Linked DNA regions of Mus musculus: region 2 is linked to region 1. A link is a contact called in public Hi-C data. All regions are on one chromosome and are shown on one strand. The core of a region is the stretch at or near the end of the contact, and the rest is flanking DNA. Distances in the headings are between cores, read along the strand shown.

Evidence for each region. Hi-C and Micro-C count contacts between places; a contact is called where the count stands out from the background.
Region 2: a contact with region 1 is called in a Hi-C map of uterus, with 6 times the contacts expected there. The contact joins two enhancer-like sites. A contact is called at or near these places in 8 of 39 promoter capture datasets (the 3T3-L1 cell line, embryonic stem cells, frontonasal cranial neural crest and 3 more), 1 of 15 datasets of contacts at CTCF or cohesin (the NIH/3T3 cell line), 6 of 484 Hi-C or Micro-C datasets (embryonic stem cells, tail fibroblasts and uterus) and 3 of 115 datasets of contacts at active chromatin or transcription factors (differentiating embryonic stem cells, embryonic stem cells and fibro-adipogenic progenitors).

What each region holds. Positions count from the first base shown.
Region 1 is chr4:86,117,301-86,121,678 of GRCm38.p6, forward strand. The region is part of intron 3 of Adamtsl1 (ADAMTS-like 1); the gene reads left to right. Among named protein-coding and RNA genes, the nearest start is that of Adamtsl1, 66 kb to the left of the region's middle. Within about 2 kb of position 2,406, at least 9 of the 459 cell types and tissues checked have an H3K27ac peak or open chromatin away from gene starts, as enhancers often do. A contact at or near this core is called in uterus, where this site is marked.
Region 2 is chr4:86,543,252-86,547,629 of GRCm38.p6, forward strand. All of the region lies in intron 1 of Saxo1 (stabilizer of axonemal microtubules 1), which reads right to left. Among named protein-coding and RNA genes, the nearest start is that of Saxo1, 13 kb to the right of the region's middle. Within about 2 kb of position 2,555, at least 14 of the 459 cell types and tissues checked have an H3K27ac peak or open chromatin away from gene starts, as enhancers often do. A contact at or near this core is called in uterus, where this site is marked.

The DNA of each region.
Region 1 (4,378 bases), core at 1,156-3,655:
TTTTTCTCAGGCACCTCTTGTGTGGAATAAAGTCACATAATACTTGCTACTTTATATCCAAGGCCAAATATAAAAACCTTCAGGAATGATAGCTATGATACAGGCCCTCCTCATTCATATTTTGAAACCAACTCTTGGCGTTCATAACAGTGGCATATCCCTGCAGTCTGGACAGAGTTAGTGAAATCATCTGTGGGAGTCCATCAGAGTCTGTGCATTGGGTCATTCCATCCGAGGTACTCCAAGGTGTGGAATGTGTTAATGTTCTCCTCATCCTGTTGCAGTCCTTTATGACCTTTGTCATCCTTGTTCAGAAAGATGGAAGTAAGATGTGGTGTTACTTGACAGGGTCACAGATTTGCTTGCATGCTCTCTCTCACTCCCCACCTTGTGTAACCATATATGTCACCAACATCTGTTGACTTTCCAGCTCGTATTCTGCACCGTAGATTCTAGGGGCTGCTGCTATCAGGATAAAGGCAGGACATCTGTCCTTGAGGAAATGAAAGTCTATTATGTCAAGAACAGCCACAGACACACAACCAAATAAAGTGTGGTATGCACTGTCCATGTGGAGGTGGGCACAGGAAGCTAAAAAGTCCCATCAGGACACCATCTGATTGTTTCACCCTATGTTCACGTGATACCCAGTGCTGGAGGAATCAGGAAACTCACAACTGCCTTAGGACATCTTCAACATGAAAAGAAACCACAGCACTTCCCGGCACCCATTGAACAATACACAAATCTCTCAAGCACTGTTCTCTCCTCTACAGCATCTTTACTTTTAATGGAGCATAGGCTTTCCTAATGAGAGTAAAGAGTGGCCAGTGCTAGATGGAGAGTAACAGTGACACAGCCTGCCTTAACTAGGGTTACTATTGCTGTGATGAAAGCAACTTGGAGAGGAGAGGGAGTATTAGTTTCAGACTTCCAATATCACTGTTCATCATCAAAGGAACTCAGAACAGGACTCAAACAGGGCAGGAACCCGGAGACACGATCTGATGCAGAGAACCATGAAGGGGTGCTGCTTACTAGCTCGCTTACCACTGCTTGCTCAGCCTGTTCTCTTATAGAACCAGGACCACAATCCCAGGAATAGTCCTGCTCACAATAGGCTGGGGCTACACATCAAACACTAATTAGGAAGATGTTCTATGGTGTGACTACAGCCCAACCTTATGGACCTCTCAGTTGGGTGCCCTCCTCTCAGATGATTCTAGCCTGTGTCACATTGACCTTAAACTATCCAGCATACTGCCTGATGTGACTCACGCTTAGAGAGGCTGTAAAGTCCCCAACACACAATTGCATCCATTGGTAAGAAAATAGGAGTGAAACAAAATCCTTTTTTTTTTTTTTTTTTTGGAGTTGTATGTATTGCTCTTTCAAACTGATACCAAGTGACTAGGACACCAATTCTTAACGGGTTGCTTGGACATAGCTACTTCTAAGTGAAACTGGTGTGTCTTTCTTTTGCCCTATGGGTATCCTAAAAAAAATTACTAGGGCATCAGTAGTGCTGTGAACAAAATCTGCATACATGATGAATGAATGGCATCTCCAGTAAAATGTCACTTGAGTGGATCCTTGAAAGATGAGAGGGAATAGGTTTCAAGCTACAATAAGAGAATGATTTTGAGAAATGAGGATGGAATTCACTTAACAAATCCAACTGAGACCTACCATGCTGAGAGCATGCTACCTAGGTGCTAGAGATGCTAATGACAAAGAAAGATGTAGTCCAGACTCTCAAAAAGTTCAAAGTTAGCTGGTGAAAACAGAGAGTAAACATCTAAGCAAAGAAAGAAGACAGTTTTACATAATAGAGGCTGTGGAAAAAAAAAAAAGCAAAGCAGGGTGGTGTGGTGGAGAGGGACTGGGGAGCTTGCTGTGCATGGGTGGTCAGGAAGTTCTCTCTGAGGTGACATTGGAGACTAGTTAGTATGTGTGAAGGGCAAGGCATGAAGGGGCCTAGATTGCTTCAGACCCTCGTGTGTGGTTTTATGAGGTGCAGCACAGGGCCTATTGTGGGGAAAGAGGTGAGATATTTATCTGAGCTAGAATCTGGACTCAGCCAGCATGTTATTTATAGGGGCATTCCTAGCCGCTCACTCAGAGTGATGGGCTCTGTTGGGAAGAGGAGGCTGACTAGAAACTAGCTGCTCTAACCACCCACTCTGTGTTTCTTCTTCCCCCCAGGCTGCAAGCCAGCCCCTCTCAGGCAAAATATATAGAAGGCATGGAGGGATTTCTTAACCTCAAGTACAAAGTCTCTTAAGTGGGAAGGAAATTCTGAGGGAAAGAATGTTGGTTTCTTCCTAATAAATGTTCAAGATCCCCACCTACCAGAGGGTCTTCCAAGGTTACCCTCAGCATCCTGGCTGCTTCTCCCTGTGGCTGACTCACTCCCTCCAGCATGGACCAAAGAAATGTGCTTCTCACAAGACGCATCCTTTCTTCATGCCTTGTCTCAGGCAGTTTGAAAATTGGAAAATTCTGTTGTGCTGATATCACCTCTGAGATCAGTATAGGTTGGCCTGGACATATCTTCTTCTGGTAGGTTTACGGAGCAGTTCTCAGCCTATGGGTCATAACCCCTTTGGGGTCACCTATCAGATTTTACATTAAGATTCATAGCAAAAAATTATAGTTATGAAGTAGCAACAAAATAATTTTATGGTTGGGGGTTACAATAGCACAGGGAACTATACTAAAGGTCACAGCATTAGGAAGGATGGCAGCCACTAGTTTTGAAGATCAGTGTCTCCTTCCCTCTAGATTCTAGATGCATGCTGTACTTGGAGAGTATCTGAGAGAGCTTAGGTATATGGATCAGAGAAGTAGGGGGCAGGGACATAACGATCTCTTCTTCACTGTTGTATTCCAGGGACACTGAAGTCTGACAGACATATTGATTCTCTCAAAGAGTGGGTCTTTTCTGAATTGGAGCATTGCCACGACTATCTATATGCTTGAAACAAATGTATTAACCTTCTCTAATCTCCATTTACCACCTGTCAAAATACCTGGTTCATAAATATACAAAGAAGCACATGAATACAATGTTTGTGGTAGTTTAAAAGTAAAAACACATAGAAGAGAATCCGCCAGGAAAACTGATGCGCCAATGCCGGAATGCTAGAAATCATTTAAAATAATAAGAATATATACATAAAGCTATAAAGTTCTTCTAAGTTCTCCTAAGTTTGAAAAACTTAGTCTACAATATATATATATTTGTAGGTATTTATTTTATGTATATTATATATATATATATAATACAGTGTTCTTGCTTTAAGGTTTCCTAAGGTAGACTGAGGATCTGAGCATGGGTGTGTGATATAGCTACAGGTCTTGAAGGATATGCATCAAATGAATTGCAGAGATTACTTAATGTCAGACAGGAAGGGACTAAATAAGTGGAGTCACAGTTCTCATTCTTTATAGTGTTTCTACATGTTTAGAAAGAAAAATGTACATTTTCTATTGGTAGTATAATTTTAATAAAATATTAAAGATAAAGAGATTTGATAGAAGTATTTTAAGTTACTCAATTAGTTTTGTATTCGTGTTTGAAACATTAAAAACATCCCAAATCCTGGGTCATCTTCACGAACACTGAGGCAATACCTATAACGTGGTACTGGTCTCAACAATGTCTCTGCACCCTCTTCCCACCTGGGGTGACTTTCCTTGCATCCTCTCATTTGCATGAAGTCCCAGCATCCCAGTATGCTAGAATATAAGCCTATCTGATGATATCTTCATAGGAACAGTTAAGCCACATAGACATTAGGCTGGATTCCAATACAGCATAGCTGGTAAGGAGATCAGGATGTACAAAGACACAGATATACAGAGGAAGAGAGAAAGCAGAAAGAGCAGGGAAAAGAAGAGAGAAAGGGAGAGAGGAGGAAGAGGAAGAAAGAGAGAGAGAGGGAGGGGAGGGGGAGGAGGAGGAGGGGAGGGGGGAGGGGAGGGGGAGCAGCCATCCCCAGCCAAGAAGAGAGGTGTCCAAGGTAACCAGGACTTCAGACACCTTAAACTTGGACTTATATATGAATAATCCATAAATATCAAACATTCGGTCCACTTAGCATATGACACTTTGCTACTGTAGCCCTACCATTCTTCAACATCCTCCCATTTTACAAAATGCTCTAAGTCGACTTTTTGAGCTTTAAACAGCCTTTCATATAACCCAGGATGCCCTTCAACTTTCTGTGTAACCAAGGAAGACTTTGAATTCTTGAGCCTCCTTTTTCTGTCTCCTAGGTGTTGGGATTGCAGGTATGTGCCATAATGCCCATATGTCATTCTGCAGATCAGCCCAGAGTCTCTCCTCATTCCTATGTGCTGGACAAGCTCTCTG
Region 2 (4,378 bases), core at 1,305-3,804, 430 kb after region 1:
GAAGAAATACACTCCGGTTAGCTGGCTTTCCAGAAGCCCTCTACAAATACTTTCACAGAAGCACTTTACAAAGACAGGGTCACAAGCACATACCTGCGGCCCCAGCGGAAGTGGCGCCAGAAAGACCAGGAAATCAAGGCCAGCCTCTGCTAACACAGTGAGTTCGAGAGCAGCCTAAACTGAACCCAGGAAAAGTAGGGGATTGTGGTAAAAAGCAATCACAAACCAAGTGGCTGTAGCCTCAGTACCAAGAAGCAGAGGGATCACAAAGGTGGGAGCCAGCCTGAGCCACACAGTGAAACCGTCTTAGCAAAAGAAACAAAATGGCAAGCAAACTGAGGCGAGAACAGCGCAAGGGCTACAACACAAAAGAGAATGGGATCCTGAGGAGGTGGGGTGAGAAGGTGAAGGGTGAATTCGATCACGATACATCATATTCATATGACAGATTTTTACAAAGTAAACAAAATCAAAGCTTCATAATTCCATCTTGAGGAGTATCTAAGAAAAAAAATCAGTATACATACACAGCTGTTTTAGGAACTTTCAGTGTGATTAACAGGATCCGTGGGTCTGGAAAGTCTTCCTTCTTGTGAGACTACAGAAAGGAAACCTTTCATTAGACCCAATTACTGTGGCTGTTGCCGAATGAGGGACATTCCACCGCACACCAAGCTCAGGGCTTGCATTTTACATACATTGCCTTACACAATCTCTTTCAAATATTAAGGACTTCTTGAAAAGATTACAAAAGACAGCTCAAGATGGCTAAGGTTTATGCACAGCGGTGGCCCACACTGCTCTAGCTGTTTTGCATGGCCAGCCAGTTGCATAGATTTAAAAATAGAACTAAGTCTCCTACTTCTCCTAACAGCACCATGAGCCAAAGCCAGGTTTGAAGCACTAAATAGGCATTTAAATACATGCTTCACTGCACTTTAGTACCAAATAACTCATTTCTAACTGCCCTATTTCTCCAAATCCTATCAAGCTACTTAATGAGGCATCTGAGCCCACTCTCACTTCCCACTGGGGAGGCAGGGATGGAAGCGACACACTGTCAACCAAACACTGCAACTGCTGCGTTAGAAATGCAGGGCAGAGATGGTTTTAACATAACCAACAGAAGGAGATGCACTGGGACCCATGGAGATCCTTCCAAGTAAGCTTATGAATAAAAAATTAGCAAAAATGTCAATAGATACTCAAGGTCTTAGCATGGCCAGAACTAACCCCAAAAATGTAAAACCCAAGACTGAGTCAGGGTCCTTTGTGATTATGGGCAACCAACGTGGTGGAAGCTAGGGTGAAAACAGGATACACAACAAGTTATATTACATTATATTACATATATATTGTATATATATTATATAAATATATATTACATGAATATATGGTACATGAATATACATATATATACACAAGAGTGTATGCGCATGTATGGGGATACACACACACATATATAATATCCAGTACACCCAATTTAATATTAGCTTTATCTAGAATACCTAGTTATGAGTTCATGGGGTGAGCTCATGATAGGTACATCTGGACAGATGTGGAGAGGTGGGGCCAGAGAACAGAGAGGCAAGGAGCTACAACAAGTTACCCGTAGCGCGGCCAGAGAAAGGGAGCCGCCACAAACTCTGAGTCCCTTGGTGTAGGGCTTAGATACATCACAGGAACCCTCAATGTCAGATTATATCACCACCCTTGTGTGGGCCTCTAATTTATATTTTAACTTCTGGTTGTTTTTGTTTTGTTCTTTGTTTTGGGTTGGTTTTTTTTTTCCCTGAAATTAAAATATGCTAGTTAGCAAAAACTGAGTTTTCTGGGTCTCGTCAGCAGATGTGTCTCATTCTGAATTAACAAGCATCTGGGTTTACATAGCATCTCCTCAGGGCCTAGTTAGCGTCAGGGCATGCCTGTGGCTGTGTGCTCTGCCTCGGGATTCTCCACCAGTAAGAATTACCACCAAGAGCTGAGACAAAGCTCAGTTGGTAGACGGTGTGCCTAGCACACCCATGGCCACGGACTCCATCTGGAGCACTGTGGTAACCTGATGTGGTAGCAAATGCCTGTTTCTGGTACCTGGGAGGTGGGAGGCAAGAGGGTAGGGGCTCAAGGTCACCTTCAACTACATAGATCAAGACCAGGGAAGAAGACTCTAGCTAAAAAGGAAACACAAAACAGTGCCTCGAGAGATGTTAGGCTTTGAGACCATTTCTGTGGCTTGGGGTGTTTCCCTAAAAAGAATCCTGCCTTACAAGGCCCCTGTTAGACTTCTTATAGCTGCCCTCTCAGCTGAACTTGTGGCTCTGACGCTACAGAATCAAAAAGTCCCCCTTCTGATTTTCACACAGAAGCTTGTTAAGATTCGGGAGCTGCAGGTGGGGCAGAGCACCAGGCCCGAGGACAGGAGTCAGTGAAAATATGGACGTAAAGAGCAAAGCCCACGCTGTATTCTGATTTGTGTTCAAACCTAGGTGGGTGCCTGAACAAATTATTTCACCAAAGTCATATCTGCAGCTTTACAAAGCCAGAGGCATCTACTGTCTTAGAGATTAGACTGCCCTCTTGTGGGAAATAGGAGGAAAAACTTCCTGGGTATTCCCCCTTACTTTTCTCCAAGAACAATTTGGGAAAAGCCTGCCTGTCTTCTCAGGGTATCACCTGGCCATTACCTCTTACAAAGACAGGCACACAACCGCCATGTCATTTTGGTTTTTCAAGAGAATCCAGAAACTCAAGACTTTAACCCAGAAGGTGTTGCATGATATTAAACACCATTCTAATGATTTGAAAAAAAATATTTGGGCCCTGCTCAGTTGCCATATTCGAGTGGTTTGGTGTCGCTGAGTAGTTAATTTAGAGAGTATTGTCAGCAGCCAGAACATCAGTGTAGCCAGCACAGTCCAGTGAGTCTGGGAGACAGGACACATGGGGGTAAATTCTAAGTCTACCCCAAGTCAATGAAGAACTGTCATAGGCAAAGATCTAGAAGGTGCACGCCTTTAATCCCAGCACTTGGGAGGCAGAGGCAGGCGGATCTCCACGAGTCTGAAGTAAAGCTGGTCTACATATCTAGTTCCAGGCCAGCCAAGGGTACATAGCAAGACTCTGTTCTCATAGGATGGGGGTAGGGTAGGGGCTATTTAAATTACCCAAGTCATATGATCTTAATGGTTTGTTTGTTGTTTGTTTTTTTAATGATACTGTAATAGCACCATGAGCAATCCCAGCTAGGAAGGAGGTGGAAATGGAACTGAAAGGCGGGGATTTAGATGGCTCAGTCAGTAAAGTATTTCCTCAGAACCTGTGTAAAAGAGCTGAGTGCAGCGGCCTGTGCATGCTGCCCCAGTACTGGGGAGGCAGACATGGGAGATTCCTAGGGCTGACTAGTCCATCAGCCTAGTCAAATTGGTGAACTCTAGGTCTCAAGAAATAAGGAAACACTCCTCCATTGCTGGTGGGATTGCAAGCTGGTACAACCACTCTGGAAATCAATCTGGAGGTTCCTCAGAAAATTGGAAATAGATCTACCTGAAGACCCAGCTATACCACCCCTGGGCATATACTGAAAAGATGCGCCACCATGACACAAGGACACATGCTCCATTATATTCATAGGGGTCTTATTTGTGATAGCCATAAGCTGGAAACAATCAAGATGTCCCATGACAGAAGAATGAACACAGAAAATGTGGTTCATTTACACAATGGAATACTACTCAGCTATTAAGAACGAGAACATTAGCCAGGCATGGTGGTGCACACCTTTAATCCCAGCAACTTGGGAGGCAGAGGCAGGCAGATCTCTGAGTTCGAGGCCAGCCTGGTCTACAAAGTGAGCTCCAGGACAGCCAGGGCTATACAGAGAAACCCTGTCTCAAAAAAAACAAAAAATAAAATAAAATAAAATAATAAAAGAATAAAAGAACGAGAGCATCATGAGTTTTGCAGGCAAATAGATGGAACCAGAAAATATCATCCTGGGTGAGGTAACTCAGACACAAAAGAACATATATGGTATTTTCTCACTGATAAGTGAATATTTGCCATATTTGTTCTATAACCCACAGAACAAAGCAAGCTAAATAGCAAGGTGGGCACAGGAATCTCACTCAGAAGGGGAAATAGAACAGCCATTGGGGGTAGATGGAGAGCGAGAACTGGGTGAGAGAGAGGATGGAGAGGGCATGCTATGGTGTGCTTACAGACAGGAGCCTAGCATGGCTGCCCTCTGAGAGGCCCAACAAGCAGCTGGCTGAGGCAGAAGCAGATACTTACACCCAACTAATGGACTGAAGTCAAGAACCCCTGTGGTTGAATTAGGGAAAGGCAAGAAGAAGTCGAGGAGGAGGGTAACCGCATAGGA